Linked DNA regions of Sus scrofa: regions 2, 3 and 4 are each linked to region 1. Evidence: chromatin contacts called from public Hi-C data. All regions are on one chromosome and are shown on one strand. The core of a region is the stretch at or near the end of the contact, and the rest is flanking DNA. Distances in the headings are between cores, read along the strand shown. Region 1 has its middle 140 kb from the start of ANAPC1. Region 2 overlaps LOC106509733 (a long non-coding RNA gene). Region 3 overlaps LOC106509733 (a long non-coding RNA gene). Region 4 overlaps LOC106509733 (a long non-coding RNA gene).

Evidence for each region. Hi-C and Micro-C count contacts between places; a contact is called where the count stands out from the background.
Region 2: a Hi-C map of skeletal muscle shows a contact between it and region 1, with 4 times the contacts expected there. The contact joins two enhancer-like sites. A contact is called at or near these places in 2 of 47 Hi-C or Micro-C datasets (embryonic fibroblasts and skeletal muscle).
Region 3: a Hi-C map of embryonic fibroblasts shows a contact between it and region 1, with 6 times the contacts expected there. The contact joins two enhancer-like sites. A contact is called at or near these places in 2 of 47 Hi-C or Micro-C datasets (embryonic fibroblasts and heart right ventricle).
Region 4: a Hi-C map of skeletal muscle shows a contact between it and region 1, with 8 times the contacts expected there. The contact joins two enhancer-like sites. A contact is called at or near these places in 2 of 47 Hi-C or Micro-C datasets (both in skeletal muscle) and 1 of 2 datasets of contacts at active chromatin or transcription factors (skeletal muscle).

The regions. Positions count from the first base shown.
Region 1 is chr3:44,627,428-44,630,161 of Sscrofa11.1, reverse strand. No RefSeq gene overlaps it. Among named protein-coding and RNA genes, the nearest start is that of ANAPC1, 140 kb to the right of the region's middle. Within about 2 kb of position 1,376, at least 30 of the 83 cell types and tissues checked have an H3K27ac peak or open chromatin away from gene starts, as enhancers often do. A contact at or near this core is called in embryonic fibroblasts and skeletal muscle, where this site is marked.
Region 2 is chr3:44,981,810-44,984,730 of Sscrofa11.1, reverse strand. LOC106509733 (a long non-coding RNA gene) reads right to left here. Exons shown (of 8, transcript XR_002342497.1): 4 at 1,223-1,322. Among named protein-coding and RNA genes, the nearest start is that of BCL2L11, 220 kb to the left of the region's middle. Within about 2 kb of position 1,625, at least 1 of the 83 cell types and tissues checked has an H3K27ac peak or open chromatin away from gene starts, as enhancers often do. A contact at or near this core is called in skeletal muscle, where this site is marked.
Region 3 is chr3:45,107,878-45,110,635 of Sscrofa11.1, reverse strand. LOC106509733 (a long non-coding RNA gene) reads right to left here. Exons shown (of 8, transcript XR_002342497.1): 8 at 188-388. Among named protein-coding and RNA genes, the nearest start is that of BCL2L11, 89 kb to the left of the region's middle. Within about 2 kb of position 1,410, at least 20 of the 83 cell types and tissues checked have an H3K27ac peak or open chromatin away from gene starts, as enhancers often do. A contact at or near this core is called in embryonic fibroblasts, where this site is marked.
Region 4 is chr3:45,028,587-45,031,602 of Sscrofa11.1, reverse strand. The region is part of intron 4 of LOC106509733 (a long non-coding RNA gene); the gene reads right to left. Among named protein-coding and RNA genes, the nearest start is that of BCL2L11, 170 kb to the left of the region's middle. Within about 2 kb of position 1,667, at least 12 of the 83 cell types and tissues checked have an H3K27ac peak or open chromatin away from gene starts, as enhancers often do. A contact at or near this core is called in skeletal muscle, where this site is marked.

The DNA.
Region 1 (2,734 bases), core at 127-2,626:
CCATCCCACTTGTGAGTACATACCCAAAAGAACTGAAAGGGGGTCTCAAAGACATATTTGTCCACCCTTGTTCATAGCAGCATTACTCACAATACCAAAAGGTGGAAGCAATCCAAGTATCCAACAACAGAGGAATGGATAAACAAAATGTTGGCTATACATACAATGGAATATCATTTACCCTTAAAGGGAAGGAAATTCTGACACCTGCTACAACATGGGTGAACCTTGAGGATGTTATGCTCAGTGAAACAAGCCAGATACACAAAGGAAAACTACTATGTGATTCCACTTATATGAGGTATTTAGAGTAATCAAATTCATAGGGATAGAAAGTGGTGTGATGATTTGCAGGGAAAGGGCAATGAGGAGTTAGCGGGTTTTTTGGGTTTGGTTTTGTCTTTTTAGGGCTGCACCCATGACATATGAAGATTCCCAGGCTAGGGGTCGAATCGGAGCTGTAGCTGCCAACCTATACCACAGCCATAGCAACACAGGATCCAAGCCACGTCTGCGACCTACACCACAGCTCACAGAAACGGAAGTTAGTGTTTAATGGACATAGTGTTTCCATCTTACAAGAGGAAAACTTATGGAGATGGATGGTGGTGATGGCCACACCATATGAATGTATTAAATACCACTGAATATACACCTAAAATGGCTAAGATGTAAATTTTATGTTGTATATTTTGCCACAATTTTTTAACTTGCCACAGATGTTAAAAGCACCCAATCCTTACTGCCCCATCTCTGACTAGATCACACTTTGTTTTGCTGTGATGTGTCTGCTCTTCAGCTCCACATCCATCTGGTGCCAATTTTATTAATGGCAGAGTGAGATCAGATCAACTTTCCTCCAGGGAAAGAACAAACCCAAGAAACAGGCAACTTGCCAGGACAAAAGAATAGGAAAATAAGCCACCATTGGTTCAGAAGGTGCTGGCTCGGCCCTGTAGCCGGGACCTTCTGAAATCTACCATTTGGGGGAAGGGGGAGGGGGTAGGATGGAAGGAGAACCAGGTTACAATCCAAAAAATGTATGATCACTGTCCTTCCGGGTTCTAAATGTTTCTTTCGATGAGTCACAAAGGTTAGCTGAGAGGCTCTTAAATTAAAAACCCACAGGGTTTTCCTTTTATAGACTGTCCTCAGGAGACCTCTCACTGCATGTTCCCTCTGTCCTCAGCCCCAACTGGCAGCTGCTCTAAGCATGCATGTTTACAGAAATACCAGTAGTTATTGCATGTTCCCTTCCATGTGATTAAGCATTGCCATAAAGCCTGGGCTGGATTAGAAATAGATCTTTCCCTTCTGAGAAAGGCTGAGTGGGGCAAAGCCGGCAGCCATGGTGTGTGTCTTGTGCCACCTACTGGCCACTCATGGGATCACATAGAAAACGCCCAAAGGGTGGACAGGGCTTGGCATATTATGGTGGTCTGTCCTAAAGAGAAAGAAGAGAAAACACAGTCTGATCTCACTGCTGCTCATGGCATTTCAGCATTTGGGTTTTGTTTTTGGGGTTTTTTTTTTTTTTTTTTTTTGCTGCCCCCATGGCATGTGGAGGGTGGAGGTTCCCAGGCCAGGAATCAAACCCACACCACAGCAGCAACCTGAGCCACTGCAAAGGCAATGCCAGATCCTTGATCCACTGCACCACCACCAGAAAACTCCCGTCTCACCATATTTAAAAGCATGTCTTACTCCAAAGGAGAGCAGCCTCCTGTCTACTGTGAGGCTGGGTAGCATTGCCTCCTCATCACATGATTGATTTGACAAGAGCAGGGAGCTTAATGTATGGTCAGCCTGCAAGGGCAGCTGGGAGTGAAATCCAGATTTTGAGAGAGAATCAATTACTTGTTTTAGGTCTCCTTATCCTCAGATTTTTCTTGGAGGCCACAGCCTGCCTGCTGCAAAGATTAAAAATAACACCCCCATTAAAAAAATGAAAAAATAATAATACCCACATATCTCTATTTAGCACTTTTGTCTTTCTAAGCTCTCTGGTAGCTGTTTTCCTGTCATATCTCTGTTGCTAACCCTGAAACAGAGGGTTTGGGCTGTTTCCCCCAAAGTCTGAAGCAGAATCGGGACAGAAATTCCATGTGCTGACACCCTTGTCATATACACCCTTGGGACTGAGCCACCTGAAAGAAAGAAGCTGGGATTCAAAGGAAGTTGGAAGCTGGGACTAATAAAAAGTTCTTGTGAATGGTCCCCATCCTGATAATTTCCTTTCTCTTTGACTTTAAAACAAATCTGGGAGCTCAGCATGTTAAGAACCCAACATAGTGTCCAAAAGGATGTAGTTTTGATCCCTGGCCTTGCCTGATGGGTTAAGTATCCGGCATTGCTGCAAGCTGAAGCATAGGTCATAGACGCTACACGGATCTGATGTTGCTGTGGCTGTGGTGCAGGCTGGCAGCTGCAACTCTGATTCAGCCCCTTGCCTGGGAACTTCCATATGCCACAGGTGCGTACCTAAAAAAAAAAAAAAAAAAAGTGTTTCCAGCTGGTGCCTGATGGGGGAAAGGAGGTACTGGGAGGAGGACAAAGGCTTGAGATGGTGGCTTGAATGGAGTGGAGTAAACCCATCCAAGGATGACAGCACCTGGGGATGCCAGAAACCCACAGAGGAAGCACCACAGAAGAGCACAGGTATTTGGAGTCTACACTGAAGCTCAAACAGAAGTCCCCGCAGTTCCTCCCTCAGTGTATCATCTATTCATTCACC
Region 2 (2,921 bases), core at 376-2,875, 350 kb before region 1:
AACAGAAGAAAGGCTGGGGGAAAAATGTAATTGTAATGTATACATGTAAGGATAACCTGACCCCCTTGCTGTACAGTGGGAAAATAAAAAAAAAAAAATTTTTTTTTTGGCTGCACCCACAACATGTGGAAGTTTTGGGCCAGGGATTCACCCCTTCACTGCAGCAGTGGGCTGCCACAGTGACAACACTGGCTCCTCTAACCTGCAACCCCACAAGAGAACTCTCTATTCTCTGTATTTTTGGTGCTATTGTAAATTGTAGCACTTAAATTTTTTATTTTTCATTTGTCATTATTTAAAACAATGAGTTCTCTTAAGTTGATTTAACAACCCCTCTGCATTGTGGTTGATGCTACCAATTTGTGCATTAAAGTCATCATTCGCAGTAGAGAGTATTTTCAGTCTATTTTCTCTGTTCTTCAGACCATGTGATATTTTTTGTTTATTTCTCAGTTTCACTGATTCTATCTTTGGTCATAACCATTCTACAATTTAGCTCATCCATGGATGAGCTTTAATTTCTTTTATTGTATTCATCAGTTCAATACTTTCCATTTTTAAATAACTTTTCTTTGCTGACATTTTTCTGTTTTTCCATTTCATTTCAAGAGAATTTGTGATTGTTTTCTGAAGCATTTTTACAGTGGTTGCTTTACAGTCTTTGACAGATGCGTTGACAGATGTTGGTGTCAGCTAATTGTCTTCTCATTTATGTTATTTTCTTGATTCTTAGTATGATGTGTAGTATTTTTTAATTGTATATAGGTGTCTTTCCTTTTAGGTTGGAAGACTCTGGGTCTTATTTGAATTTTTTTTTTTTCTTTTTATGCCTGTACCTGCCTCATATGGAAGTTCCTGGGCTAGGGGTTGAAATACAGCTGCAGCTATATGCCTGCACCACAGCTTGCAGCAACACCAGATCCTTAACCCACTGAGCAAGGCCATGGATCAATCCCTCACAGAGACAATGTTGGGTCCTTAATTCACTGAGCCACAATGGGAACTCCTCTCTCAATAACTTTTGAATGAAATAACTCATTTAAGAAATAATTGGTGAGTCCATCTTGAATATAATTCATTAATCTAAATATAGCCAGGCTGTAAAAAAAGAAGCAAATCACAGACTCTTAGAATTGGTAGAATCTTAAGCCCAATCCACCCTCCTTCACAAAGGAAGCTTTTCCACAGAGCACCCACCCCTACACATGGACAGCCTACTTACACGATGCCACGGGGTTGTTGGAATTGTTCAATTAGCGGCCTCATTGTTGCACTCTGGGCAGAGATATTCAAGGAACACTTCACAGATCCATCATATAGAGCTAGGAAGAAAGAAGCAAAGTCGTTTATTTTAGTTTTTGTAACTAGCGTATTTCAGGACATTGTATGAAGAACCAGGAAAGATGGGTGTGGCCTATGGATTAAAACGGCACATGTGGAGAAGAAAGCAAAGCAAGTGACTTTTTTAAACATACATTTTCACCCCTTCTCAATGCAAAAAAAAAAAAAAAAAAGGAGGCAGAAACCTGTTGTCTAAAGCAGGAAATAGAAGAAATACTGGCTGAGAAACTGCCCACTTGGCATTGATGAGCCCCAGCTGGCCCTCTGGCCCTACTCCTATTTTAAGTTTATGACGTACAGTCAAGCATTCCTTTTCCGCACCTGAAAGAATGACTTCAGTCCAGACTGGGTCCGTATTAGAAGGGGTGGAGTTATTTTTAGACCTGGGCACATGATCTGCCTCAGCTTAATCTCAGGATCCTTCAAGGAAGTGGAAGGATGACTCTTTGACTAACATCCCACTCGGGGTCCTATCAAAAGGAACCCTCTTTTTCAGTTTGTTAGTATGGAACCAGTTGTCACGGCCAAGGATGGCTCTTGGTTTCCCCACCGCTGGTCACAGACTGCACTGTGAGCCCCCCGTACCGGATTATATCCACCTTGTCAGTGGCAGTGAGCCCCCATGCCAAGCTGTTCCTTTCCTCATTGGCTTGCCTTCTCTGGGAAGCATAAGAACACAGCTAGATCCTGGGAGTCTGGATCCTGGATTCTATTGCTTACAAGCTGTGTCTATGGGCAGATCACTTCTTGGGAACTCATTTCCCCCTCTACATAAATAAGGCTAGTAATTTAAGATTATAAGGATTCAGTAGAAGAATGTAGGTAAAAGGCAACCCATGGTGCTGGCAGCAGAGAGGGCTCAATAAATTCTAGTTAGTAGTAGTAGTAGTGGTAGAAGTGCTCCAAGTACTTTTATGTGTTTTTTTCATTTGATCTGATAAGAATCTAAACAGAGATGGGTTACTGTCCCCATACGGTAAATAAAAGCAGTGAAGTTCAGGAGTTCCCTTCACGGCTCAGTGGAAACGAATCTGACTGGTATCCATAGGATGCAGATTCAACCCCTGGCCTTGCTCAGTCAGTTAAGGATCTGGAGTTGCCTTGAGCTGTGGTGTAGGTCGCAGACACGGTTCGGATCCCGAGTGGCTGTGGCTGTGGCATAGGCCAGAGGCTACAGTTCTGATTAGACCCCTAGCCTGGGAACTTCCATATGTAGCATGTGCAGCTCTAAAATCTCAAAAAAAAAAAAAAAAAAAAAAAAAAAGCAGTGAAGCTCAGAATAGTTGCATGAGTTGACAAGTCACAGCACCACTGAGCAGAAGAATTGAGGTCTCTTGGCTCCAGTGACAGTCCTGGGGGCAGCATAGCCCATAATGCACTGTCACATATAACAAGAGCAACAGCAGCAGTATCCGTAGCAACTACATTGCTCAGGTGTCTATACATTGCTTTCAATTAATACTCACAACAACTATAGGTTCTGGATTGTATCATAAACTCCATTTCAGAGGAGGGGACCAAAGTTCAGAGAGATCAAGGAAGGTGCCCAGGGGTATACAGCTGGGGATGGTGGAGCTGGG
Region 3 (2,758 bases), core at 161-2,660, 480 kb before region 1:
AGATGCTCCAGGGGCTCTTTCTCCCAGTGCCGGATCCCCACATGTGAGGGTTTGATGTGGGGCTCAGAACTCTCACTCTGGTAGGTGAGTCTCTCTCTGTGAACCAGTTAGTTTTCAGTCTGTGGAGCTTCCCACCCAGGAGGTATGGGATTTTTTATATCATGAAATCACCCCACCTACCTCTTGATGCAGCCTTCTCTTTTTCTTCTGGAGTAGGGTATCTTTTTTAAGGTTTCTGGTCCATTCAGGTGGGCATTGCTCAGCTTTCAGTTGTGAATTTTGTTGTTCTTAGGAGAGAAGTTGAGCTCCAGTCCTTCTATTCTGCCATCTTATCTTCTTTTTTTCTAGGGTTTCTTTTTTCCTTCAGCATTTTCTCTGACCTATATAGCTTTTATAATGGAAATAATTTTATTATATTAAAAACAATAAACAGAAGTTCTAGAATAGGCAACTAAATTGAGTATAGTGAAAAGTCAGAACAGTGGTTGCCATGGGGGAAATGATGTTGAGACTGGCCATGAAGGACACAAGGGCCTTTTGGGGGGATGATCAGAGTATTTTGTATCTTAATGGGGCACAGGTTACACAGACATATCTACTTTTCAAATTTTTAATGAATAAAATTGTTACATGAAAGTACATAGTTTTTTTAATTGTTCAATGAATTTTATTATATTTATAGTTGTACAGTGATCATCACAACCCAATTTTATAGCATTTAGTTTGACTAGGAAGATATTTCATCACTAGGAAAACCTCCCATGCAAAGAGCATCTTAGTGCCTGATCATCTTTAACATTCAATCTTTATTGGTTCTAGTTACAAAAGTAATAAAAATTCAATGTAAAATAAACACACATTAGAGGAAAGCAAAATTGAAAAAATGGTTTTCTCTGTATTCAGAGCCCTAGAGATCATGACTCCCAATGGTTTAGTAAGCTATTCAGATTTTTTCATTTATGTGTGCATATGTATGTGTATGTGTATGTGCCTGTGATGTGTGTATGTATGTGTGTGTGTGTGTTGACATTACTGGCATTATAGTAAACCTATCATTCTGTTGCTTCCTCTTTTTTACTTAAACATTCTGCTTGGAGATCTTTATAACAGACTAAATAGCTGTTTGGAAACAGAGGGTAAAACCAGATGAAAAGGAAGGCTTTTTCTCTTTGGAGTCCAAGACTGTGCAGTGTTAATTCATATTTAAAGATCTGACATGATCTTAAATATGGATTTTTATCTAAATACATAATTTTACATAAATAGTATGCTTTTTATCTAAACACACACACATACAACCAACAGAGTGTCAGCAGTAAAAACAACCCCAATAGCGAGATCCTAACGTTCTGTGGTTGCAGTCAGCTGGCCCTGGTGCCTCTGGTGAGCAGATGGTGGCTGGGCTCTGTGGCTGAGGGCCTGCTTGGTAGAATGATTCAGCAAAGTAATGGCCTGGGCGCTGAGAGGAGGCTGACCAAGATTAAGTGCTGTCAGGAGGAACATTCTTTTCAGCTGGCTAATCGCTCTCTTAAGATAATGAAAGTGTTTTAGGTTCCTCTTTGTCCAGATGCAAATAAACTGGTGACTTAAAAGTCACTCCCAGTGCTAAAGAGAGTATAGAACACACATCATGAAGATGAAATGGTTTCCCCCTAATTTTGCATAGTTTCTTGTCTGCGCTTAAGGCTAAAAGATATTTGCCTCCACCTGCTTTATGTTCAGATCTGTTTCTTGCTTGGTCTGTCGACCCTTCTCGAATATGATGCCCCTGATTTTGTAGCACTGGCCCTAAAGAATATCAAACAAGACCCAAGAATAAGAACCTACAAGTGGGCATAGGGGGAGTATATGAGACACCCCCTGTAGAATAGAACTCTGTCTTGGGCTCCTTTTTGTATCCTACAAGGACTGGTGCTAAGGAGGTCACAGTATCTCCATTCATGCTTTCTGGCTGATTGATAAATTTGCTTCGTAGGGATTACTTAAGAACGTATTTTGAGGGAGGGATTGGGAGGGATCGGGAGCTTGGGGTTATCAGACACAACTTAGAATAGATTTACAAGGAGATCCTGCTGAGTAGCATTGATAACTATGTCTAGATACTCATATTGCAGCAGAACAAAGGGTGGGGGATAAATGTATACATGTAAGAATAACTTGATCCCCATGCTGTACAGCAGAAAAAAAATAAATAGTAATTAAAAAAAAGAACATGTTTTGATGCTTCTAAGAGCTAGCTGCTATGACACACAGTGAGCTGTGATGGGACAATGCCAGATCCATGTTACTGAAGCCATGTTATCACACTCCAGTGCTTTTCATGAAGCCTCATGTGTTCTCTCATTCATCCATCCGTTTGTTCAGCTGCCTCCTTCTGCCCAAAGTTCTGACACTAAGCTTTGGGCTACATGTGCCCGATACACTTGGCCTATGACTCCTTCCACTTGAGCCTGCTCTTAAGATGCGGTCATGAATACCTCTCAAAGCTGTGCTCCCCTCCCATCTACTGGGGATAACTCCTTCAGTTCCTCCAAGCCCAGACGCTGTGACGGTCACTGCCCATGGTAGACCCAAAGCCCCTCCACTTCCACCCCTCACCCAGTCCTTCTCCTTGGCTTTCTCCTTGGACTCCTTCCTCACCAGTTCCTTGGAGCCTCTCCAGAGTTGAGGCCATTACTTCCTCAGGCTCCCTGGGGGTCCTTGCAGGCCCATGCCAGATGCATTGAGAGGCTGCTCCTGCTAGAGCCAGAAGGCTTTC
Region 4 (3,016 bases), core at 418-2,917, 400 kb before region 1:
AAGACCCTGAGGAGTATCCATGAGGATGCAGGTTCCATCCCTGGCCTCGATTAGTGCATTGAGGATCCGGCATTGCCGGGAGCTGTGGTGTAGGTCACAGATTCAGCTCAGATCCCAGGTTGCTGTGGCTGTGATATAGGCCAGCAGCTGGAACTCCGATTCGACCCCAAGCCTGGAAACTTCCATATGCCGTGGGTGTGGTCCTAAAAAGCAAAAAAAAAAAAAAAAAAAAAAGGGAAAAGAATAATCTGTATCTGCAAAGCAGAAATCATAATAGTTGCTACCTGATAGGTTATAATGGAGATTAAATGAAGGAAAGGCCAGCAGGTGCTGAGAGCAGGGCCTAGGACAGAATAAGGACTCCACAACGACACAGCATTTCTCTGCCATCTGTGAGAGCATTTTCAAAATCATTTTCAAAATTATTTTCCCATTTCCTTTTTATCAAAGAGTGTCCCCAGCGCCACCAGGCACAGCACCCTGGGTGAGGGGTCTCCATTCTGGATGCCAGTATGGTCAGGTTCTGGTGAAGACCTTCTTCTGGGCAGTAGACTGCTATATTCTTTTCTTTTCTTTTGTTGCCCCAGGCTGCAGGGGCTTGATGTGGGATCTCAGTTCTCAGACCAGGGATTGAACCCAGGCTATAGTGGTGAAAGTGCCAAATCCTAACCACTAGACCACCAGGGAACTCCCAGACTGCTATAGTCCCTTTTTTTTTTTTTTGTCTTTTTAGGGCCGTACCCATGGCATATGGAAGTTCCCAGGCCCAGGGTCAAATCATAGCTGTAACGGATGGCCTGCGCTACAGCCACAGCAACACCAGATCTGAGCTGCTTCTTCAACCTACACCACAGCTCATGGCATTGCCGGATCCTTAACCCACTGAGTGAGGCCAGGAATCAAGCCTGAGTCCTCATGGATACTAGTCAGATTTGTTTCTGCTGAACCACAACAGGAGCTCCAAGCTATATTCTTATTGTGTCCTCACACAGCAGAAAGAGGACCAGAGATGGGGCTTCTCCCATTAGGGCACTAAGCCCATTCATGAGGGTTCTGTCCTTATAACCAAATTAATTCCCGGAGGTCCCAGTTCCTGACACCATCACGTCGGGTGGGGGGGTTAGGATTTCAACATATGAATTTGAGGGGGGGGACATCTGGTCCATAACAATGACAAACAGAGAAAAACTGAAGGCCAAACGGGGACTATGGTGGAGAAGAGAATAGGCAGCTGCTCTTCTTCTGAGCATCCTCGGGTGGGAAGATGGCCCAGTGTGACCAGATCATCCCATTTTCTAGGAGAAGTTGGAAAAATACATGTTTTTTTTTTTTTTTTTTAAATGTGAAAGCCAAGCTCCTGATTTTTAAATCTTGACAAGTAGTTTAAAAACGTAAACACATGTGTGCCAAGTAAAACACACTCTCCAGACTGAATGTGGCCTCTGAGCCTCCAGTCCGTGACCTCTGGAAAGATCTAGAATCCTTTTGCTGCTTGAAGGCATGTTACTGCAGGCAGAAATGCCTTGTCTAAACAAGGAGTACGTCTGGAAACACTGTCGCCTGCCTGACGGGTGGGTGGAGTTGGCTGCCATCTGGACCACGGCCTGTCAGAAGCCACCACCTGCTGCAAGGGATGTGACATTCCATCACCAGGGACAGCGTTCTTGTCTTCGGGCTTGGTCGCCTGGTTAAAAATAGATCGGCCTTGACTGCCTTCTCAGTAACTCTGTTCTTGGTAAAAGCAGCAAGTCTGAAGATAAGGCAGTGAAGTTCAGCCTTCGGAGGGTTTGGTGAAGACCGGGATTCCTGAGTTGGGTGTATCTACAGGCTACCTTGGTGCACTTCATGGTTTGCATTCTGACCCACCCAGGACCCAGAGCTGGCCTCCAATTTACAATCCACTGTTCCCAGCAGATGACCTTCAGGTGGGTCCAAGCAGCAGTTGATAGGGAAGCCCTTGAACTCAGTTCTCTCAAAATCACCCTGAATTTCCACCTGTGGCTATTTGCAAAAAAAGATGACTTTCCTTCGCCCACTGCCCACAGCAACACTGGATCTGAGCCACATCGGTGACCTAAGCTGTGGCAATGCTGAATCCTTAACCCACTGAGTCGGGCCAGGGATCGAACCTGCATCCTCATGGCTCCTAGTCAGGTTCTTAACCTGCTAGGACACAACGGGAATGCCTGTTCAACTTCTTATGAATGCTAAGCAGGTTCTGGAAGACGACAGTCTTGTATACACTCTGAGACTGAACATACCTATGGATCATGGCCAGACCATGTATTAGAAAGAGCTCCGGGACTTCCCGTTGTGACTCAGCAGGTTAAGAACCCAACTAGTATCCATGAGGATGAGGATTCAATTTCTGGCTTCCCTCAGTGGGTTAAAGGATCTGGCATTGCCTTGAGCTGCAGTGTTGGTTGCAGATGCGGCTCAGATCTGGTGTTGCTGTTGCTGTGGCTGTGTCGTAGGCCAGCAGCTACAGCTCTGATTTAACCCCTAGCCTGGGAACTTCCATGAGCCACAGGTGCGGCCCTAAAAACAGAGAAAGAACTTGGACCCAGAGTATGCAACAACCAGCTAAGGAAGCCAAATGACTTCATAGCAGTTGGTCCCAAACTGCCAGGAGGTAGTTAAAACCAATTAGTTTCCCTAACTGTTGTCCCCACTTCCAACTTGGGACCAGAAGAGAAAGCCAGCTATGCATTGCTAATCCACCCCATAGGATGCTGCGACTATGACAGCTAGTTGCTGCCTCCAGCTTTCCCCACTGATGGGCTCCCAGCAGAGCACACCTGGAGCCCCTTTTCTTTTCCTCCAGAAATCTTGCTTCTCCTCCCCACCCCAGCCCTGTCTGCCTTGGTGATGCCAAAAGCAAGTGACCGTGATGGTGGCTGACTCCCTGGCTGGGGTCAGCTCCCACCAAACAGCCTTTGCTTTCTTGTTTAGGTGGTTCACGTCCAGGGCTCACACGCACTCACATACACACAGTTCGGTCGGCTGTTCGGGTCGC